Linked DNA regions of Mus musculus: all the other regions are linked to region 2. Evidence: chromatin contacts called from public HiChIP or PLAC-seq data. All regions are on one chromosome and are shown on one strand. The core of a region is the stretch at or near the end of the contact, and the rest is flanking DNA. Distances in the headings are between cores, read along the strand shown. Region 1 overlaps Cachd1 (cache domain containing 1). Region 2 overlaps Cachd1 (cache domain containing 1). Region 3 overlaps Cachd1 (cache domain containing 1).

Region 1 (2,853 bases), core at 112-2,611, 190 kb before region 2:
CTCTTGGGGAAAACCCAGTTTCACTGCTCATGGCCAGAGGCCTGGTGGCTGGGTGGTGGCTGATCTCTTGGATTTAAGTTAGTTTGGGTCCACTGTTTCTTTGAACGTGTGCGTGTGCGTGTGTGTGTGTGTGTTGATGCCTTTAGCAGTTAATTCCACATTTTAATTACTTTTTCATAAGAAAATAGTGTCTGATTAGTTCATATAAACTGCTTCAGTTTCTCTTGTTTTGTGCGTATAAAGAAAAGATCACTGCCTACCTACATCTTTTTTGTAAATTAAGGACAATTTCCTGGAAGATGTCTTTGAAGGATAGTGAGAAAACACTAAAGGAGGTTCCCAGCTAGAGAGCACCAGTCCCACCTTACTGTTAATAACAATAGAGCCATCCCCTTGCAGTGTTACTGTAGATTTTAAGGGGAGGATAGCATGTAAAACAGAAATTGTGAACAGGATTGACCCCAGAGTCAGTTGGCTGGGGATGGAGGTCAGTCTTGCCTAGCACACAGAGGCCCTGGATTCAGTACAGTTCAGGGGTGCCTAACTAGAGCAAATCCTCCTGTAACCTGAAAATGATTTTGTTTCCACATTTTTTTCCCCAAGCCCATATGTGGACCGGAGGTATGTTTGCTACATTAATAGATTAGCTCTCCATTGTCCTGCTTGGCGCTGTTTCTGTCTTTCACATATGATGGTGTACATTAGATCACTCGGTCATTATTACTGAATTCTAGGCAGGACTTTGTTTTCTAAACACATATTCCTTAGGCTTTAAGCTCTGAGTACCCATCTGCACCTATGTGCCTTTGTGGGTGTTTTGCTTGCTGAGAAATCGGTACAGCACAGCCTCTCTTCCAATTGTATTTTTTTTTCTTATGTTGACAGTAGTTCACGTTGAAAAGGAAAATGCCATTTCTCTCTTGTTAATGGCCAAATTGGAAGCAGAATTATACTAGGGGAGCTTGAGAATGTGTTGTAAGTGGAGGAGCATGAATCAAGAGAACCACAATTAAAACCACTTATCCCGTAGCCGTATTTCCCAAACACAATGACAGCCTTCAAGCTGATCATGGGATTACAGAAATTGAGTGGAATAAAACCTCATTCATTGCATCAGTCTGTGTTTTGCCATTTTGGGTGCACTGTTCTCTCTGCACTTCTTAGTATTGGTGGGAAAATTTGGTCAAAAAGAGTTCTCTCTCTCTCTCTCTCTCTCTCTCTCATTTAGTTGCATGATCTTCAGAAGCAAAGGCAAGTAGTCATTAATTTCCATCTGATAGGGCAGAACTTTTTCTGTGGCTAAACAATTGAAACAGGAAATGACCCAAGATACAGTTTCCATGACACCCTGTCGCTTGGATCCAGTTTTTCCTGAAGATGAAAGACCAAAGCCGCCTTTTGATACCAAGTAACTAATTGGACTGGCTGATAGTGGGAGGGTTTTTTTTTTTTTAATATAATGTGAAAAATAAAGGAGAAAAAACTAGAACAGCTGTGTTTTGGTATAGTTGTCTAATCCCCAGATAAAACACTCCAAGGACATTGGAATTGAATGGTGCCTTTGTGGGGGGGAGGGGCTTAGTTTCTAAAATCTGTCAAAGCACGGAATGTATTTATGTTAAAGAGCAAAAAGAAGAAAGGGGGAAATCAGAGCTTCGATACCAGGTGATAGCTTTTCAAGAATGATCTTTGTTTATGCAGAGTATGATGTCCTGTTTTAAGATTCTCTCTTGAAGGTGCTAAGAGATTGGCTAGGTTGTTGTCGTCTAGAGTGTTTGTTTATATTTCTGCTCCGAGCTGGCTGTGAGAGCTGGGGTTGCTGAGAGCTGGGGGAACTGAGCCTCTGTTCCTGTGTTTCCCTTTCTCTTGTAAATGAAGCGCTGGTTGTAGAGCTTCAAGCCCTACTACTCTTCCACTTCAGAAATTTCCCACCCACCCCAACCCCCTACTGAAATGCTGGCTCTACTGATCACAAAGGCATGCATATGAAAAGCTTCAAATACGTTTAAATGGAGAAAACATCTATTTTCCTTGAAAGGGAGGCAATGTCTTCTCCATGTCCACTGATGGCGTACCTAAGAACCATGTTTTCTTACATTGGAACCCTGAAGAAGACAGTCTTTGTTTGACCTAATGAATCTTCTGTGTCCTGGGGCTCAGTGGTGGGCTGCTTGCCTGGCTCGCACAGGCCATTGAGTTCAGCCACAACACTTTGAAAGAAATAACTAAAGAGACGTGTATTTTTTTCTAATTCCTCACTCCTCTTGTGAATGAGCCAGAACCCTGTCTCTGTCAGTTTTCCACCAGTTAGATTTATTTGGTGGATTCAATTCCCCCCCTCCCCCCAAGACAGGGTTTCTCTGTGTAGCCTTGGCTGTCCTGGAACTCACTTTGTAGACTAGACTGGCCTCGATCTCAGAAATCCGCCTGCCTCTGCCTCCCAAGTGCTAGGATTAAAGGATTGTTTCATAGCAAAGTACCTGCCTAGTTTCTTTTACTTTTGCCAATCAGAGGAGTAGAAGCAGATGTTCACACTGAAATCCTACTATATTTAGGTGGTAAGTGTAATACTAAAAATATAGACTGACTGAGGTGTAACTGTGGACCAATTACTTGGTTCTAATTTTCTCTTTTCTAGTTGTGCCTACCTTTGGGCTGACTGCAAATTGCATGAGATTTGGGGCCTCCTGACATTGTGTCTGCCCCATGGGTGACATGAATTAGATGTTTAAAGGGGTGGATGCTGACAGTGGGGTGCTGTACATGGATCCCAAGTTGGGTGGGTCGGAGATTCCTTCTTCTTATAGCAACATCTGGTTTTAAGTCACCATCTTCAACTGAGGAAGACATTCA
Region 2 (2,995 bases), core at 334-2,833:
ATCTACGTGCACATTAAGGGAGAAAATAGAATTGATTGTTTTGTCAACATGGTTTTGAGTGGTGGTCCTGTGTGTCATTCCTGTACTGGGCGTGTCCTGTGCACTGGACAATGTGGGGCTGGGGGACACCCTCGAGGCAAGGATGAGTTCACTTTAGAGTCTATCACCTCTTGTTGAGACTCTAGCGAGCTACTTTAGTCCTTAGTTTCCTGATTCTTAAAAGTAGAATGGCCAGCTGTGGTAATACACATCTAATCCCAGAACTCTAGATGCGGGGACAGGCAGATCCTGTTATGTGGAGGCTAACCTGATCTACTCCTCAGCAAGTTCCAGGCCAGCCAGGGCTACACAGGGACACTCTGTCTCGAAAATAAATACATACATAAATAACAGGAATAAAATTTCTACCTGGTAAAGTCCTTGAAGATTAAAGGGCATGGGACGGTGGGAGCAGGGGGGGGGGGGTTGCACCTGTGCTCTCTCCTCCCTGCTAATACTCTAGGGGAACCCAGAAATGACGCGCAGATGTGTTCATAGATCCATACATGGGGGAAGGAGAGAGACTCCTGGAGTGAACAAAGGAGAAAGGGAAAGTAGTTCATGATCCAAGGAAGGGCTGGAGCTCAGGAGAAAGCAGTGCCAGGCTTCTACGTTATGCTGAGTGTGCGTGCGTGCATGTGTGTGTGTGTGCACACACGCATGCGTATGCTAGAGTGCTAAACACCTAGGCCCCTGGTAAGCTGCATAGTGATGATGTTCCTAGAATGAAAATTTCGATTGCTTGGAAACTTGTTAGAGATAGTTCGTGAGGACATGTTTTAAAGCATAAGGTTTTATACCTTTGGTGCTGGGAATGAAAACTAGGATCTGGTGCATGCTAGGCAAATACTCTTGTGTTGCGAATACCCCAACCCCACTTTCATCAATATCCCAAGACAACTTAAAAGTGTTTGTTCTTGTCGGCAGCATATGAGCCTTTCAAGTTGAGCTACTTACTAAACAGCTTTGTAACCGTGTGTCTGTCTGCTTTGTCTCATATTTCTCTTGAAAACAGCAAGTTCTGTCTGGTATCTGCTGGATTATTTTTAAGTTGAAAAAAGCAGCCAGCATGTGTTTATTTGCCCCTTGTGAGTTTATATTGCTGTTACTTCCTCATTAGAAACTTCACAGCCGAGTTTAGACAGATAATTTTTCCTTGAGTGTGTATGCGCGTGCATGTGTGTATGTGTGTGTGTGTGCAATCGCTAGGCAACCTTTTCTTTTTGAAAATGGGATTTCTCCCTCATCCTTGAATGATGAACAAAAACCTAGTCAAAAGCAGACATATTTTGGAACTATTCTCCTGAAGTTACTGCCTGTGGCCACTAGATGGCGAGTGAGTCCCTGAAGGAACCTTGGGTTTTCCCAAGTAACAGTGTCTCAGGAAGTGGAACATAAACACATAAGCAGAATGCTAAACTACAGAAGCCAAGTTTGGTCTTCTATTCCTCATGGGTGCCTGGCCTCATTCCTAAAGTGTGGATCTTACTTGAGGCTATCTCCATAGATGCTTTTCTACATATGCCTTTGCAATTGCTGCCAGAGGTCCTTTGTGTTCAGATAACATTTTTTTCCGTGATCCCTCGCAGTTCTCAGTACACAGCACAACTGCCTGGCATCGAGTAAATGGTTATTTGTTGGATGAGAAAATGTGTCTGTGGGCTGAGGAGAAGGCTCTGTAGTTTGCAAAGCGCTTGCTGCACAAGGAGTGAGGACCTGAGTTTCCACAGAACCCACACAGAGCCAGGCACAAAAGCCCCATCTATAAGCCCAGAGTTCTTTCCCATCGTGAAATGGGAGGTGGAGATGGGAGAATCCCCAGGAGCCTGTGGGAGGGCTAGACTGGTGTATACAGCAGCAAATGAGACCCTGCCTCTAGCAAAGGAGGAGGTAAGGACCAACACTAGAGATTGTCCTTCGACCTCCACACGTGCACACCCATACTCACACGACTACCACATACACCCACAAAAGCAGGCTTAAAGAGAAAGAAAAGGGCATGCATTGTTTTACCTGCTGCTCTGCCACTGGCTGTGCCCTGGGGATTCCCATTCATGTAATTAAATACTCGGAAAGTGTGGAGTGAATGAGTCATGTCGGTGCACACTTCTCATCACTTGCAGATGCTGGGAGAAGCCACCTCAGAGAGGGAAACGTATTTTTGGCTCACAGTTTAACGGGTCTCAGTCTATGCTTAGCTAGCCATGCATGCTATTTCTGGGCCCCGGCCAAGCAAACAGTGATGGCCTCATGGTGGGTGAGGTATATCTTTCCAGGGCGAGCCTCCAGGTGCATACTTCCTCTAACTGGACCCCACCACCTACTTCCGACCTGCTCCCACTAATGCTGCATGGTTTGAATGTATCAAGGGATCAGTCCACAGATGAGGTTGGAGCCATCTTGGTTGAGCCCCTTCCCAAAGCACAATAAACAATATCCAAGCCCCCAACACAACAGCCTCTGGGGAAATCTCAAATCCAAACACAATGAGGCAAATAGTTATAGAAAATCTCTGGACTAAAAACTATTGAATAGGAAAAAAAATGGATTTCCAAATCTTCCTAATTATATGAGACTAGTGTTTGGCATGCTAGGGAAAGCGACGGGGAAGAGAAGACACATTGATGTCATGACTTGGGGAGTTATAGTGTGCGAAGGCTTGCTTGTTTTTTAGAGTTTGGGGGACTGATCCTAAAGCCTTGTATATGCCAAGCAAGTGGTTTCCCACTGAGGTATCTTCCTGGCCCTTTTTAACTTTATTTTGAGACAGAATCTAAGTTGCTCAAGTTGGCCTTGAAGTTGCTCTGTAGCCCAGACCAGCCTTGAGCCTGTATCTTCCTGCCTCAGTTTCTAAGATGCCTTTAACAGATCTGTACCTGCGGACCTGGCTGGTTTTGCTGTGAACTATCTCCTTTGTGTGAGGCACTGTGTTCCATGCTAGGAGTGCAGAGGCAGC
Region 3 (3,085 bases), core at 544-3,043, 210 kb before region 2:
TATTTTTCTGTCCCTTTGTGTTGTCAATTTGCCTAATTGTGTGCTAAAAATATTCTAAGGATTTTCCAGAAAATGAAGTACTTTTTTGATATTGTGGTTTTGATATCATGTTTTGATGTTGACTTTTTGATACTCAGTTTTCCACTAATGATAAGTTTATTGGGATGTAACTCATGTGTAAGTTGAAGGTCTATTTCTCAAGCACCTGTTTATAAGTCTCAGGGACATGTAGATTATGGATGGTGTTGAGTGAACATGAGTATTTGGGAAGCTTAATGCCCTTAGCTATTGTAAGAACCCCAGGTCAGTTGGTAACAATGCATCATATATTATTAGACTATGAGTTTAACTTTTTTCGTGAAGTGATTGTGCTTTGGAATTGCTAAGGCATTTATGTTTTTAAAAATATTACCATAGATACAGTAACAACATAATAATTTTTGTAGATGAAATCATGTCTTCAAACATCGAGGCAGGTATTTTTTTTTTTTTTTTATAATTTGTGATTTGCAAGTTTCCACTTTTTGACCAGTCTCTCTTTTCCCATCTCTAGTTTCATATTTGGCTGTTTCAATGTCATGATTATATTGGAAGAGTTAAAAATAGAATTGTGACTTTAAAGTGTGAGTTTCAAACAGCCTGCAGTCATTTATTGAGCTCTCAAAACTAAATCACAACATGTATTCAAATGAAAATAAACGCAAGTGTAACAAATTATTTTTTGAGATACTTACAAGGTCATTCATATCTGTTTCAAACACTCAAGATTTATTTTACGAAAAATCTCATCCTGATGTAGTAAATTATTATCAAGGAGATAACCTGTGAGAACTATTCTTTACGTTTTCTCTCCTACCTCCAAATGTGTCCTCTATGTGAGGTAAGACAAATTGGGACCATGGTGAATTTCTTGTTTAATTTTGTTTTGGTGTTTTGGTCATAAGTTGTTGACGTGAAGGTATTGCATTGCTGTTTCCCAAGATAAACAGCACCGAGTGGACATTTGGGAGGTCTGCTGGGAAGACTGTTCCCTCTTCCTCTTAGCTCACCGGCTATGTTCTTAAACTCAGCCAAACGGTATGCCTTCTTCAGTGAGCTGAGATAGAACTTTCCTGGGTTATGTTAGGGGATTGGCTCCAGGACCTACAACCCAAGCCTGCTCAGAGTTAACTTAGTTAGCATTTGTAGATGATCCCCCTCCCCAGCCCTCCTGTAGACTTTAAGTCATCTCTAGATTACTAATCATGCACACTACAACGTTGTCTTACTATGCTGTTTAGGGAATAGGTATGAGAAAAAAATCTGTACATGTTCAATACAGATGAAAGTTTCTCCTGTATTTTCTATCCTCATGTGGTTAAGCTCAAAGATGTGGAACCTACAGAGAAGGCTAACCATGTCTTCCATTTTATTAGCATTTGATCTTTTTAAATGGACTCAGTCGTAACATTTAAAAATATAGATATCGTACTATTATTGTCACATGAGAATTCTCTAAAATGTTTTTCTCCACAAAGCATTCACATTTCCTTGCAAAATCTGAAACTCTCATTGTGAATCAAATTCATCAGGAGAAACTTAAGTAAACAATGACATAAGTAACGCTTCATGTATTTAATGTCCACTTCAAGTCATGCAGTCGTTGGGAATGCTGGAGTGGTTGATCAAATACAGCCTGCTTTCCACTTGGGCTGGGGCACACATTCTTCTGAAGTTAGTTGGTAAGCAGGCTGGGAACAGCAGGGAGCAAAGGTCAGTTCAGGGAAATTATTTGTATGCAAAGCTTAAGACTCTGGCTTCATGGATGCAAATGGGTCATGTGCCTTGGAGGACCAATTCTGAGGGATTAACTCTTTCCTGCTAGTCTGCTTCAAGTTGTATTTCTTCATTCTGACACCTTTAGCTGACTCTCAAGTGGCCTGTAAACAATTACTGCGCTCTCTTCTTCCTCTGTGTTTCTTAGAAACCAATAACTTGGTTTCTCATTTATTTTATAACTCTGCTGCCATTTTCTTGACTCTCTATTTTGCCCCCACCAGTGCCTTCCAGGAAGGCTAACCTGGTAGCTTTGTGGATGTGCTTTTGAAGGCCAGAATCCTGCAAAGCTAAAAGCTTTGTTCTAGGAATGCAGAGGGTTTCCCTGGTGAAGTGAGCCCAGTTTGTAGCACTCTGGCTTGCAAAACTCATTCTGAAGTCAACTTTCCAGAACATTCAGAAGAAACAAAAGCAGATCTTGTTCTCAGAACAACTCCCAAAAGCCAGGATAGAGGAACTTGGATTTTAATCAAATTTCTCTTACTGTCCCTTGGAACCTTAGGTTCTTTATTCTAAAAATTGGGCAAGCCCAGACATGGTGGCACATCTATAATTCTAGCACTCTGTAAGCTAAGGCAGGAGAATCAGGAGCTGTGATGCGGTTGTGGGTGGGACTGGAGAGATGGCTCAGCAGTTACGAGCAAATACTACTCTCTTAAAGGACCCAAGTTCTGTTCCTAGATCTCACAGTGGGCAGCTCATAACCACTGGTGACTCTACTGTCATCAGGAGGCCTCTGAGGGTACTTGCATTCTTGTGTGTGTGTGTGTGTGTGTGTATGTGTGTATATTAGAAATAGAAAAGGTTCCATAAGGCCAAGACTCTAGGGGAAAAAAAAAAGCAAGTTCATTTGAAAGGAAAGATTCTGACAACTGTGGGCCAGAGCAGGTATACTATACCTCAAGCTGACAGCAGAACTTAGTGTGATCCATGTGGCACCTCTTTATAGGCATGAAAGACATAAGAATGGGGGGGGGGGGAGCATAGAAACTTGCATAAAGGTTTCAGAGAGCCAGGAGTTATGTGTCAGGGTCAGAGTCTCTAGCTGGAGGCCCTGAGTGACCATTGTGTGGATCTATGAAGGTACAATCTAAGTTGTAATGGAGACCCCAGCAATCATAGACATACCAGGACCATGGGACATGCACTGAGGTCAGTTGCAGACATGAAAACTCCAGCATGTTGGATATGCCAGGACCATGGGACATGCATCAAGAACACTCGCAGGGATGATGACCCCGGCATGTTGAACATGCTAGGACCATGTACA

The links. HiChIP or PLAC-seq counts read pairs in DNA pulled down with a chosen protein or histone mark.
Region 1: an H3K27ac HiChIP or PLAC-seq map of stem cell-derived neural progenitor cells shows a contact between it and region 2, with 2.1 times the contacts expected there. The contact joins two enhancer-like sites. A contact is called at or near these places in 1 of 484 Hi-C or Micro-C datasets (embryonic stem cells), 4 of 115 datasets of contacts at active chromatin or transcription factors (embryonic stem cells and stem cell-derived neural progenitor cells) and 1 of 9 other capture datasets (adipose tissue).
Region 3: a contact with region 2 is called in an H3K27ac HiChIP or PLAC-seq map of oligodendrocyte precursor cells, with 5 times the contacts expected there. The contact joins two enhancer-like sites. A contact is called at or near these places in 10 of 39 promoter capture datasets (the 3T3-L1 cell line, frontonasal cranial neural crest, hippocampal neurons and 5 more), 8 of 484 Hi-C or Micro-C datasets (the C2C12 cell line, the MC3T3-E1 cell line, cortical glia and 5 more), 12 of 115 datasets of contacts at active chromatin or transcription factors (embryonic basal ganglia, embryonic forebrain, embryonic hindbrain and 7 more) and 1 of 9 other capture datasets (embryonic stem cells).

What each region holds. Positions count from the first base shown.
Region 1 is chr4:100,810,165-100,813,017 of GRCm38.p6, forward strand. All of the region lies in intron 1 of Cachd1 (cache domain containing 1), which reads left to right. Among named protein-coding and RNA genes, the nearest start is that of Cachd1, 35 kb to the left of the region's middle. Within about 2 kb of position 1,362, at least 33 of the 459 cell types and tissues checked have an H3K27ac peak or open chromatin away from gene starts, as enhancers often do. A contact at or near this core is called in stem cell-derived neural progenitor cells, where this site is marked.
Region 2 is chr4:100,996,933-100,999,927 of GRCm38.p6, forward strand. The region is part of intron 26 of Cachd1 (cache domain containing 1); the gene reads left to right. Among named protein-coding and RNA genes, the nearest start is that of Raver2, 71 kb to the right of the region's middle. Within about 2 kb of position 1,584, at least 26 of the 459 cell types and tissues checked have an H3K27ac peak or open chromatin away from gene starts, as enhancers often do. A contact at or near this core is called in cortical glia, oligodendrocyte precursor cells and stem cell-derived neural progenitor cells, where this site is marked.
Region 3 is chr4:100,791,633-100,794,717 of GRCm38.p6, forward strand. All of the region lies in intron 1 of Cachd1 (cache domain containing 1), which reads left to right. Among named protein-coding and RNA genes, the nearest start is that of Cachd1, 16 kb to the left of the region's middle. Within about 2 kb of position 1,794, at least 41 of the 459 cell types and tissues checked have an H3K27ac peak or open chromatin away from gene starts, as enhancers often do. A contact at or near this core is called in cortical glia and oligodendrocyte precursor cells, where this site is marked.